Linked DNA regions of Mus musculus: region 2 is linked to region 1. A link is a contact called in public HiChIP or PLAC-seq data. All regions are on one chromosome and are shown on one strand. The core of a region is the stretch at or near the end of the contact, and the rest is flanking DNA. Distances in the headings are between cores, read along the strand shown. Region 1 has its middle 84 kb from the start of Gm36794. Region 2 has its middle 22 kb from the start of Mn1.

Evidence for each region. HiChIP or PLAC-seq counts read pairs in DNA pulled down with a chosen protein or histone mark.
Region 2: an H3K4me3 HiChIP or PLAC-seq map of embryonic basal ganglia shows a contact between it and region 1, with 4 times the contacts expected there. The contact joins two enhancer-like sites. A contact is called at or near these places in 1 of 15 datasets of contacts at CTCF or cohesin (the NIH/3T3 cell line), 3 of 484 Hi-C or Micro-C datasets (cortical neurons and embryonic stem cells), 6 of 115 datasets of contacts at active chromatin or transcription factors (T-cell acute lymphoblastic leukemia, embryonic basal ganglia, embryonic forebrain and 3 more) and 2 of 9 other capture datasets (embryonic tail and embryonic trunk).

The regions. Positions count from the first base shown.
Region 1 is chr5:112,027,219-112,034,179 of GRCm38.p6, reverse strand. No RefSeq gene overlaps it. Among named protein-coding and RNA genes, the nearest start is that of Gm36794, 84 kb to the right of the region's middle. Within about 2 kb of position 4,014, at least 20 of the 459 cell types and tissues checked have an H3K27ac peak or open chromatin away from gene starts, as enhancers often do. A contact at or near this core is called in cortical neurons and embryonic basal ganglia, where this site is marked.
Region 2 is chr5:111,392,500-111,398,634 of GRCm38.p6, reverse strand. No RefSeq gene overlaps it. Among named protein-coding and RNA genes, the nearest start is that of Mn1, 22 kb to the left of the region's middle. Within about 2 kb of position 4,629, at least 85 of the 459 cell types and tissues checked have an H3K27ac peak or open chromatin away from gene starts, as enhancers often do. A contact at or near this core is called in cortical neurons and embryonic basal ganglia, where this site is marked.

The DNA of each region.
Region 1 (6,961 bases), core at 2,765-5,264:
CTCAGTGGTGGGCACAACAGATTCAGATAGCAGCTAAAGGACAAAGGGCATCCAACTAGTCAAAGAATGGGCATGGTGGATGCAGTCATTAGATAAATGATGGAGACCTTGGATGTGTCCATCAGTTCAGTGGTGGACACAGCAATTAGCTAACTGGTGGAAATGGAGGATACAGCCGTCATGTAAGTGATAGAAGCAGTTGTCATCCACAGACACTGCTGTTCCACATACAGAGGTCACCTATGTGCACCTATGTGCACATCAGAGCTGCTGTCACTTCATGGAAGTGATAGAAGCAGCCCTCATCCACAGATACTGCTGTTCCACATACAAAGGTCACCTATGTGCACCTATGTGCACATCAGAACTGTTGTCACCCATGCTAACAAAGTCCTTCAGCAGGGAGGATTCATTCCAGGTCTTCTGGGATTGTTTCTCTCTTCAGGCAGCATCTAAATGGAGATAGGAGGTGAAACCAGCCAGGTCCTCTCTCTCTCTCTCTCTCTCTCTCTCTCTCTGAGGTCACTGTGAGCTTTACAGGTGAAAGGCAATCAGTAGATTCTCACAGCCCAGATGGAGGTTGGCTGTGCCTGCCAGGGAGGCCGGCAGGACAGCTGCCACAGAGGACTCTCTCATTTAGGTTTTAACCATGGGACTTAGCACAGTGTTCACTCCTAACTCTGGAGTTGTTCTGAGAGAGGGAAAGGCTGTGTGTGCCAGGATGCTGTGTGTCAGGAGGCTATGTGTGTCTTTGTCAGGTTGTGTGTAACTTACATTTTCTCACTCTAGCCTGGATACTAGTAAATTACATCGAAAGAACTGCCCTCCCTCTTTTATAGACTCACAGTGGTAATATCTAATGTACCAGGGGCAGGTTTTCACACAGGTGGGTCTGTGTCCTGTGGAAAATCGAGCTGCCTCAGTACAGGAGATGAGAAGGGGCCCTGAGAGCGCCTCCTCCTACATATGAGGAGCTGTGAAAAAAGGTGGACCTCTCCAGCCAGAGAACCAGATGTTCTCATAGGTCACAAATTGCCCCACAGGAGAGGGGCTGACACATTTCCAGCAGAGGAGGGAGGAGGTACAGGGAGTGAGGAGGTCAGCAGATGTGGTGGGGTGGGGAGTCTGTTTCATCCAGTACTCAGCTGAAGAGGTTCGAATCCCCAACCTACTGCATCTCCAATACCCATATGCTTGTCCTGTTTCTTGGCTCCATAGAAGGAACAGAACTCATTTTTACCACACAGGGGACCTGTGTCTCTGCCAGGCTTCACAACAGAGAGGTGAGCATACATGTGGGATCAAGGCTGGGAAGCCTTTGGCCCTGGGATGAGGGGCCCATTCTAGATTCGGAGGAGGCAAAAAGAAGAGATCAGCTCGGCTTGGCTGGTTTGGAAGGTCGAAAGGGACCACTGCTGAGGTGTTTCCACAGTCTTCAGATCCAGCTCCTGATACCTTGTGTCAACTAAGAGTTTTACTGCTGTGAACAGAAGCCATGACCAAGGCAACTCTTAAAAGGACAACATTTAGTTGGGGCTGGCTGACAGGTTCAGAGGTTCAGTCCATTATCATCAAGGTGGGAACATGGTAGCATCCAGGCAGGCATGGTGCAGGAGGAGCTGAGAGCTCTACATCATCATCTGAAGGCTGTTAGCAGAAGACTGGCATCTACGAAGCTAGGATGAGTGTCTTAGAAGCCCACACCCACAGTAACACACCTCCTCCAACAAGACCACACCTCCTCCAACAAGGCCATACCTCCTCCAACAAGGCCACAACCACTCCAACAAGGCCACACCCACTCCAACAAGGCCACACCTCCTCCAATAGGGCCATATCTCTTTCAACAGGGCCACACCTCCTCCAACAGGGCCACACCTCTTCCAACCTGGCCACACCACCACCAACAAGATCAAACTTCCTCCAAGAAGGCCACTCCTATTCCAACAAGGCCACACCCACTCCAACATGGCCACATCTCCTCCAACAGGGCCACACCTCTTTCAACAGGGCCACACCTCTTTCAAGGGCCACACCACCTCCAACACTTCCTCCAACAGGGCCACATCTCCTCCAACAAGGCCACACCTCCTCCAACAGGACCACATCTCCTCCAACAGGGCCACATCTCCTCCAACAGGGCCACACCTCTTTCAACAGGGCCACACCTCTTTCAAGGGCCATACCACCTCCAACAGGGCCACATCTCCTCCAACAAGGCCACACCTCCTTCAACAGAGCCACACCTCCTCCAACAGGGCCATGCCTTCTAATAGTGCCACTCCCTGAGCAGAGCATATACAAACCATGACACCTTGCTTAGGTCCAACTGATGACTGACTTCAAAAATGGTGTGGCACAAGCTGGGGTTTTCAAGCTTCCAAGTGTGTGGCAATCACCCTGCCAGTTCTTAGGAACTCACATAACTCCGATCCCTCATCTCCTGTGATGAGGAAGTTGGTAAGCATCTCTGTTTTGTAGCATTGAAAACCAAGCTGATGTATTTTAAAATTCGGCACTGTTCCTGGCCAACAAAGCTCATCCTGCTCTATGGATACCATGCCCAGGCCTCTGTTGCTCTGGCATGGGACGTCATGAATTGGGGTACAACTGGTGACGGCTCTGCACTACTAAGGTTCAAGTCCTGCCTCATGCTTCATCACATCACCTGGGACTTGTTCCTGCCCTGATCTGGGTTTTGTTTTCCAATCTGTGGGGTGGGTTGAAAAGGTGATCTGTAAATGTCCTGCCAGTTGGGAGCTTCCTGGTGTGGCAGGCTCACGTCTCCTTGGGAAGTTACCATCAGTGTGGTTGGTCCTCCTGGGTCCGTGCCTGCATTCTTGACCTGTTAACAGAGGTTAAGGGGCACCCAGAGGCCACAGACCAAGCTGTCTGTTCCTTGATAGTATGAAGCCTCCGCCCTTGCATATACCTCTCAACTTCACAATCACACTGTTATGCACAACCTACATTCCTTTTTAAATGTTTGTTTGTTTGTTTGTTTGTTTGTTTTCCCAAGACAGGGTTTCTCTGTGTAGTCCTGGCTGTTCTGAAACTCACTCTGTAGACCAGGCTGGCCTCCAACTCAGAAACCCACCTGCCTCTGCCTCCCAAGTGCTGGGATTAAAAGTGTGTGCTACCACTGCCCGGCACAACCTCATTTCTTTGCATCAGATCAATCTTAGAAGCCTCCTGGTGCCACTGGAAGACTTGGGATTTGCAGTTAGACAGGTGGGGCCATTTCTGCAGACAGCTCAGCAGTGAGGAATGCTCCCTGCTCTTGCAGGGGATCTGGGTTCAACTCCCAACTCTCTCCCTCCCCATATTAGGTGGCTCACAACTGCCTGTAACTCCAGCTCCAAGGGATCTGATGCCCTCTTCCGGGAGATCTGTGCTCATGTCTACATGTGCACTGACTCACACAGAGACAATTAAAAGTAAACAAATCTAGGTCAGTGGTGGTGGCTACACCTTTAATCCTAGCTTTTGGGAAGCAGAGGTAGACAGATCTCCAAGTTCAAGGCCAGCCAGAGCTGTATTGTGAGGTCTTTCTTGTCTTGAAAAACAAGAACAAAAGAAAGCAAAACAAAAAACAGAGAAGGGGAGTGCTTGGGGGAGGACAGTTTTTCAAACAGTGTAAGATTTGTTGAGATGCAAGAGGTGTAGTGTGGGCCTGGCCAGCTAGAGTGGGCTGAAGGAAGAAGAGAAAAGCAAGCCTCCCATAGGAAGACCCTCCATTTATGCTGAATTTGAAGTAGGGCAGTGGATGCAAAAACCCTCAGCACAGTGTTTGATGTGCATTGTGTGTCCAAGAAGACACTGAAAGGAATGAAGTTTCCCAGACTGGTGGGGACCCAGAACCTCCTCCAGCCCTGTCTGAGCCTGACATGGCTCTGTCTATAGCCGTCCTCTCCTTCTGCTCCTCCGCAGTTCCGTGGCTAGGTCTCAGCCCCTGTCCTTCATCTGACGTGACAGGAGAGGGAGGGATGCAGAGCCGGGAAGAGGGACTTGAAGAAGATGGATGCTGGCACTGTTGCCATGGCAACCACGGGACGGGCAGGAGGCCCGTTGCCAGGAGTGGTCCCTGCTTTTCCTGGATTCCCAAGCCTTTCAGGGAAGGCAGGAGATGTATCAGGGACTCGAGGATACAGGCAGGCCCTGAGAGACGGATGGGGGTTAGTGATATTTTAGCAGTCTCTTCTGGATTCGTGGGAAGATCTGCTAGTCCCTGTGCTGAAAGATGGGGAAAGAGCAGAAGGAGGGGTGTGGAGAGGGCAGGTTTCCTAAGCACCTACTATAGCTGGTATGTACAGCTGGTTTCTGCACAAGAGGCATCGGGTAAAATCTATAGAGAGATTGTAGTTCAAATCCTGTCTCTGCTTCTTCCCATTTGAGTTGTCTCCTGCCTCCAGACCCTGGTGCCCTGTTTGGCAAAGCAGGTGATGTTGGATGATGCTATGTGGCTTTGCCTGTCTCAGGCTCGTGGCCCAGAGGCTTCTGGGATAGAGGCATGCCTGCTAGGCTGAGTATTGTTTGTGCCTTGCTGATATTGTCACATGGCTTGTAGGGAGGGATCCAATTTACTTCTTTATCTGTGCCTGCCTGTTTTCCTGCCTTCTGTTAATAGACATTTCTTGGTCTTTTGGAGAAGAGAGTCAGGGACTCAGGTCAGTGGTCACAGGACAGGCTGATGATAATGAAGGCTCTTACAGGTAGGACCTGCACAGTGGCAGGGCAGCTTCCTTGCCATGAACCTCACAGGAATTCCTAATAGCTCCAAGAGAGAAAGTCAAGGTTCAAAGTAGTTGCACAAGTCACCTGAGACAGCACAGTTGGCTCCTACCTGATATGGGAACTTGGAAACTGGTGGGTTTGCTAAGAATAAAGTGGTGGTGAGGTTTTTAGGGCTGGGGCCATGGGCTTGCCACAGAGCTGCTTAGTTCTTGACTCCGTTGAGTCCTGGGGATCTGAGAAGGCAGAGGCGAGCCAATCAGCAATCTCTGCAATGCTGAGGCCCGTTTCTCCCATTGCGACTGTGTCGCCATGCAGACAATTCTTAGCATAATTTCCCACTTACTGCGGGTGCCTGACGTCATATTCCCCACCCCCTGCCCCATGGTCTGCACCCCCATCCTGATAATTTTTTCTAGCTGTTTTTCTGTCTCAGGACTGACTTGAGCCAGTGAGAAGTAGGGGTGGGTCTAGCCCCATCCTGTACATGTGGACACCCGGCTCTTCTGTGTTCATGGTGTCTTCATATATCAGCTGCTCACACTGCAGCCCATGTGTCTGTACGAAGTCCTCAAGTTACTGGGAAGGAAGTAGGAAGGCACAGAGGAAGAACTCGGAAGCGGGGACAGGAAGAGAGAGAGGACCAGAAGAAGAACTCAGGGAGAAAGGAAGAGGACCAGAGGAAAAACTTTGGAGGACAGAAAGAGAGGCCCAGTGGGATTCAGCCTGGAGAGTGGGAAAGAAGAGAAGTGACCCCTTCCAATGTATACTGAAATTAAAAATAAATCTATATGTGCATGTGTGCATGCATGTGTGTATGTGTGTGTACATGTGTGTGCATATGTGGGATGTGTATGCACACAGGGTGTCAGAGGACAACTTTTAAGAGTTAGTCTTCTTTGGTGTATATCCCCAGGATGGAACTCTGGTCACCAGTCACAGCCACAAGCACCCTTACCCACGGACACATCCAGCTAGCCCCAGGTGTACATTTTATATATCAAAGTTGATAGGGACAGAGCCATCCCCTCTCTTTGACACTTGAGGTACTTAGTGACCTGTCTTTGTCCCTTGTTACCTTACCCTTGGAGGTGTCAAGGAGACAGTACTGAGAACCCAAGCCCAGCACTACTGTGTTTGTGGGGGTAAGTCTTCCCTGCTTCACTCCTTTCATGGGTACAAAGTCCCCCCCTCCCACCTGACTTCACCCCCACTGACAGTCTGCTCATGTCTGCTCTGACCCCACACATGTCACATGTCTTCTGGGAAGTGTTTTGTAGCCCTCCTCCACCAACATTCTCCACTGGGAAAGCTGTAAGCTGCTCTGGAGACCGGGGTCCTCATTACCCAAGAGCTACAGATGACCACAGTGAGGCCTGAGCTCTACACAAGGCCCCCATGTAGGGAGGGGGAGGGGAAGGGGGAAGGACGCTGGCTATGGAAGTTACTAGTTCCCCTGGCTTTGATAATAATCTGCTTAATGTCTTGTGTCAAACTAATTACTGCATAATTACCTTTTTTAATAACAGGTACTTTTAATTGGTGCAGGGTTAAACAATGCTGTTGTAAAAGTGGGTTGTTTTACATTCATTGCTGCAGTTTATGAAGGGCCGGGACAACCTCATAACATCAAACGCTGTGCGGAGACCGTGGGGGAGCACGGATGGGCATTGCTGGTCCTCCATCTGTTTCTCTCTCAGAGACATGACACAGGACCTGTGGCACACTTAGAGAAGAAGGCAGGGATGTCCTAGATGCCCCCAGGCAAACAGAGGCCAAGAGACTCCATTGTAAGCAGACACTGAGCTCATGCTTCTGTCCCTTCAAGGCAGGGTTTTAAATATGTATTTTAGTTTTATTTGGGTGTGTTTCTATGCACACGTACTTGTATGCAGGTACTTGTCCAGAAGAGGCCGTCTGATCTCCTGGAGCCGGAGTTATAGGAGCTTGTAAGCCTTCCCACATGGGTGCTGGGAACCGAACTTGGAACTTCTTCTTCTTTTTTTTTTTTTTTTTTTAAAGATTTATTTATTTATTTTATTTTATGAGTACACTGTGGCTGTACAGATGGTTGTGAGTCTTCATGTGGTTGCTGGGAATTTAATTTTAGGACCTCTGCTGGCTCCAGCCAGCCGTGCTCGCTCTGGCCCAAAGATTTACTTATTATTATAAATAAGTACACTGTAGCTGTCTTCAGACACACCAGAAGAGGGTACCAGATTTTATTATG
Region 2 (6,135 bases), core at 3,380-5,879, 640 kb after region 1:
GCTGGAGCCTTCCTCCCCTGGTCTTCTTGACTGGATCCTACAGGGCTACAGACAGGCGGGCATCCCCTCTGCTATGGAATGCTGCCCTCCAGGCTTTTCTAGGCTCTTTCAAACCTCCCTCTGCATACAAACCTGTGGGTTTCAAGCTGTTTGTGGAGTCCCTGCTGCAAAGCACTTCTTTGGGGCCCCCTGGGCGCCTACACTGTCCCTTCTTCCTGCCCGGACGACCTGCTTTGGTAGAGACAGCAATGATTCTTAAGCCTCTTAGAGAACTACCTTACTCAACATCTCCCTCTCGTGCAGCGCTGGCAGAGGGATCAGGAAAGACGCAGAGGGGCTGCCCGTGGATGGAAAGGGCCTCAGGAAGGGATGCCAGAATGAGAACAGAAAAAACCCAGTACACGGAGCTCCACACAAACTAGAGGATGCTCTAGGATCTCAGGGGAGGGGAGAATACGCTAGAATGGAGTTTTCCTCTTCTCTTGGCCAAGGACCTTTAATTTGAAACCCGCTTTCTGAACACGTTGATCCAAACTCTGCAAATACTTAGGTATCTAGGAGACACAAACAACATTGCTCTGGGTAAAAAGAGCTCTGGGTTCCTAGCATTTTGGACTCGAGATGTCCAAACTGAAGATGTTGGCTGAGTAAACACACCGTCACGGAAAGATCTCAAACCAGAAGCACTTCTGGTCCCAGGTACTCCCAGTTCAGGACACTGTCTATGCCGATATGTTTTGACAAGTGCAGAAGTCCTGAGGATCTGACTATATATATATTTTTTTTTTTCAATTTATACATCTGTCTGTGTAACTATATGTGGGTGCTCTTGGAAGCCATCTGGAGTTTCAGGCAGATATGAGCTGCCTGGTGTGAGAACTGAACACAGGTCCTTTGGAACTTGGGTCCTCTGGAGCCATCTGGTTACCCTCTGCTGTATAGTTTTTAGGGTCCATTGGAAGGCAGGCTAAGGCTCACAGGACCTTCACTGTTTTTATCACCAGGGACCATACCTGACCTTATTTCCTCTTGGACATATGTCTATGGGTGGGTCAGAGTCCTCCTCACTTGCCGGCTCTCTACCCTAGCTTATTCTCTCCCCTGCCACACCCCCATGGTCGGTCTCACCCTTCCAAGCCATCCTCTCTGCACACTCATAGTCCCTGGTGACAGGCACCACTCCCTTGGTATATGGCTCTCAAGAACATGAATGGCGTTGCCTCCTGCAGCTCACCACCACCACCACCTTCTCATTTCTGAGCTTCACTCTTGCAGGCAGCTGACTGCTCACTTGCTCTTAAGATGGCAGCGATCACAGCCATGGGGGGAAGCTCTACGCAGAGGCTGGCGCTTCTGGAAGGACACATGAGGCCAGTGGGTGCTGGCTGGGAGGAGATGGTGGTGAAGCACACCTCGGATGGTTCCATCTGGCGTTGCGCTGACTTGGTCCCTCCAGCAGCCCAGGCTGGACAGCCTCCTGCTCCAGCTCAGCGCGGTGTGTGCTCTTCCTCATCTCAGAGTGGAAATCATCGTTTATGTTATGCAGAGTCCAAGAACTTGTCCCTGAATATGCAGCCCACTGTCTGGAGATTGAATTTCTTCAGTGTGAGAGCCTCACTCTCCAGTACTACCCTGCAGTCCAGACCACAGGGTCTGTCTTCGGGGGAATCCAGATTTGTTGTTCTAGCAAAAGAGAAACCAGAGCCCGTGTTGAGTAAGCTCAGAATCAGATCTCAGCCCAGGGAAACACTGCCAGATGCTTAATTGTGCTCCAATTACACAGAATGATCCAGAATGGCTGCTCTGGGCAGACCAACACGGATGGCCATTATTACATTTGGACAGCCCTGTTTGGTTGTATGCAATCTCTGCACTACTGTGCGTCTTCTTGAGAGATACCAGCCCATCCTAAGACAGAAGACAGTGCCTATTCAACCCACACTTAACCACAGAGGCCAGGGATCTCCTGGGACTTCAGGTCTGGTGGGAAACGACTCCCTCTTCTGCTCTGTCTACCCACCCTGTAGTAAGTGCTGAGAAAAAACTATGACAAGTTGCAAGAGGGCCCAAAAGGTGGTTCAGGAGACACGAAGAGGGCCCGTTGGACCTAGTAAGTCAGTGGAGGAGCCTTGGAGTGTGGTGATTATTCTAGGGGACAGGATCAGCCACTGCAGAAGGGACCTGAATGGCAGGTCACAAACTAGCCAGGAGGAGGCAGTGTAGCTGGAATAGAACAAGACATTATGAGCAGAGGGACCAAGGAATCTGCGCATGGCCCTGTTTTGTGGGACAGCATTGAGCACAGGCATGTGACCTGTCTACTTTAGAATCAGGAAGCTCCTCTGAGGGGGAGGGAGGAGCCCTAGTCAGGCAGTGAGAAAGGGCAGGTCCTCAGAGTTTTCTGAGGGTGGAGACCACAGCATCCAACACCGGTGCAAAAGGTGTGACTGCCCCAGCCAGGGAGCTGGATGGAGCCAGCGTCCAACTTGGCTGCACCCTTACCTCCCTCTACCGCAGCCTGCGCCTGGGGCTTTAGTTAGCCCACCTGAACAAACACGCGCTGCCTGCCACTGAAGCCAATGGGCTCCAGCCAGAGGCTTTGGTCCTGCTGGATGGACCCTAGGCTCCTTTTGGCAGCTCCTGATTGGCTGCCGTTCTCTTGCCAACAATGCATTTCAGGGGCCCACTTAAAAGTCTTTCCATCTGCACCGTACAGGCAGCCCCGAGCCACTGGAGATGGCATGCGGCTTTGAGTGTGATGGGTGGGGGGGCCGGCCTCTTGCTTTCTTGCCCACAGCCTCAGTTGCTGAGGAGCCTCTGAGATCTGCCTGCCTTATTGCACTGTGTTCCATCTGGAAACTTTCAGGGTCTTGTTTTTTTTTTTTTTTTTTTTTTTTTTTTAAACACACACACACACACACACACTCCACTTCTTTTGGTTATTTGAGAAAGGGCCTCCCTATGTTGATCTGGCTGGCCTGGAACTCACTACATAACTAAAGCCGGCCTCGGAGATCTGCCTGCTTCTACCCTGGGTTCAGGGATTAAAGGTGTGCGCCAATACACTTGGTTCTTACTAGCTCCTTTTAAGTCTAATTCCCATGTGTAGACTCTCTTTGATCTAATTTCTCATCAAGTCTTCCCTCTAAACCCAAAGGCACACGAGATGTCAGGCCATGGAGTCACTTGAGACTCACTACTGTGGTTGCCAAATTCATGGGCCCTGTCAGAGTCACCACAGAACACACCACAATGTAGGACTTTCAGAGTGAGCTCCAGAGGTTCTCTCTGCAGATCTAGAGTAGACAGGGCCATAGGGTAGGCAACTGTCTCAGTTTGCCCAGCTCTGAATGGTACAGAGGAGATAGGGGCTCAGCCAGAGCAGCCCTGGGTAAACTGGGTTGCTGGACCCATCTGGTACAGGGAGCCCTGAAGAGTCAGTACTCCCAGGTGGTGAGATGCAGGGCTTCAGGCTTCCCTGCACCACATGCTGAGACCCAGGAGGAGTCTAGGACAGGACGGAGCATACACACAGAGGCAGTCGATATTCCCCAGAGTGAAAGCAATTCCCCCCTACCCCAAGATCTGCCTCTGCATCCTTCAGCATAGCAGGTGAGCATGATCAGTAACAATTAAAAAGTGTTGATCAGCTCATCTGAGTGGGGACAGCAGACTTGTTGGTATTTCAGGGGCCAAGTTTCCCAGCAGCCCCCAGCTGGGCACAGCTGAGCTTTAGCTTCTGGGAGCTGCAGGGTATTTGGAATAAAGGCTCAACCTTGGAGAAGTATTAATGAAAATGTCACAGGCACTAAAGTCAAAGCAGATGTGAAGCCAGCTACACAGGCAGACCTAGCTGATAAGAAACAGCCCAGGAGAGAATAAAAACCTCTTGAGATTAGGTCAAGGACAGAAGGGGGGAGTAGGCACCCAGGGGTCCCCCCATGGCAACTCAGGGGAGCCTGTCGTTCCTGCAGAACAAGCTGACATTTCTGTGCTGCCGTGTTATATATTGACATCCCGACAGGGCAGCGTTTGGAGGCCTCCACATCAGCAAATAAATATTACGTCTCCATCTTCAGCTAAGCAGAGCTGTGGTGCATTCCTATTACTTCATGTGGATTAACCATCTGGAAGTTGAATCAAGCCACAGAGTAAAGAATGGGATCCAATTTTGCATTCACCAAAATAAGCCGTACTAGTCTCAATTTATGGCAGATGGTTATGCAGTCTCAGCGGGCCAAAGAATCTCTCTGCAAAAGAATAAAGTTCATGCCAATTACTGTAATAGGAACCGGTACAACAACTGTGTGAAGCTGACGAAGATCGCAGTGATCGCTGAACAGCTCGTAAACCGTGGGGGGGCCAGGGAGCAATGGGCACCCAGTTAATTCATTAAGATAACGGGAGAGACGAGAAAGCACATGCAGTCATAAAGCAGAAATGTTTCCTCGCAAAATGGGAGAGAGTTGAGAGGCTGTTGTTGGGTCACTCGAGCCACAGGCAGGGGGGAGGAAATGGTTAACGGCAGGAGGCACTCAAGCCAGGAATGGGTTAAATCCTGGGCTGCTCTGTTCCAGTCATTCAAAGCAGACCTGGTCTCAGAATCTGGCGTGAGGCCATTGTGGGTGGAGCCTGGGGGTGAGTGGCAAGAATGAACCGGTGGGAACATTGCAGGCTGCTGCCAGAGGGCCAGGCATACATGCACACCTTTGGGAAAGCGTCTTTGGCTGCAGCAAGCTCAATATGCCTGGATGTACCTGTCCATGGCAGTCTGGGGAGAACGGAGCACTGTATGGAAAGAACACTTTGAGTTCTCCCTGTGAGACTGGCTTCAGGTTACAGCACTGCCTGGCTCCTATACAATGGCCCAGTGTTTACATCTGTCTTTAGATGAAAACTGCTATACTCTTGTAACAGGGTGACCAACGGTCCCTGTTTGTCCATGACTGTCTTGGTTTTAGAGTCAAAGTCTGGCCTCCCAGGAATCCTTTGTCCTGGGCAATGCACGCTGGCTGGTGACTCTAGCTAAGAGCCCAACCAGGGCACGAAGTGTTGTTTTCATGTTTCCTTGTCACAGAGCCATGTCCCATGTTAGTGTCGACAATCCAGACTTTCACTGGCGGGACACCAAGGCTCAGAGGGGTCAAGCTTCATTTGGGGCCTATTGTTCAGTAACGGGGGTGGGTGGGCAGGCATCGGAGTACATGTGCGAGACGCCAAAGCCCTTCAGCCAGCATGGCCTCTGGCAGAGTGTGAGCAGACAGCTCCATGCTAAGACTCCGTGGTTTCAAGCACACTTGCAGGGCTCACTAGCAGGAGACGGGTAGCAACAGTAAGGCCTCCGAGCAAGCACAGGGTCACCATCTCATCCCAGCACTTCCCCACCTCCCAGCATCCTGAGATGATGGCTGCCGCATAGCTGAGCCTTGGGGTAGATCGCAATGAGATGTGAGATCTAGGGCAGTGAAGTCCCACCATGGACAGCACTAACATGCACAGATCCAGACCTCAACCTCATGAGTAGAAAAGCTGTGCCTGTCACTCAGTAGGGGCTGAGAGGAAGACTGGAATCCCAATAGATCCCATATTAACAGGATCCTGAATTCATGGCCCACTAGACCGCCAACAGATACTGTCCTCAGCCAGATAGGCAATGCTGGGCAGGAGTGTAGGGGAAGTGGTCTCTGGTGAAGTAGAACAGCCCTGACCTCAGGGTTGCTCCACCCGGGGATTTACAGGTCAGGCTCCCCTGACACCCCAACTGCTGTCAAGCACACTTAGAAGGAACACACCACAGGCTCCTGGAGACCCCTCATGTCCACAGCACTAACACAAAGCCAGCTGGAGGTTGGGGGGAAGACATGGTACTACTGAGGTAGGGGGCCTCAGTAGGGGGGCAGAGCAGTTACCACCCCTTCCATATTAGTGAGACCTCCGAGTGTGGAGTCTTAGGGTTTGCCTGCCACCATGGAGAAGCTCAGCTGTGCCTCAGAGGACTTTATGAGGAGACATTATGAAGATGTTGGTTATCAGAGGTGGCACATGCTGACAATCCAGCATGAAGTTGGATCTTTTGAGTTTGAGGCCAGCCTGGTCTACAGAACAGGGCTACACAGAGAAACCGTTGTCTCAAAA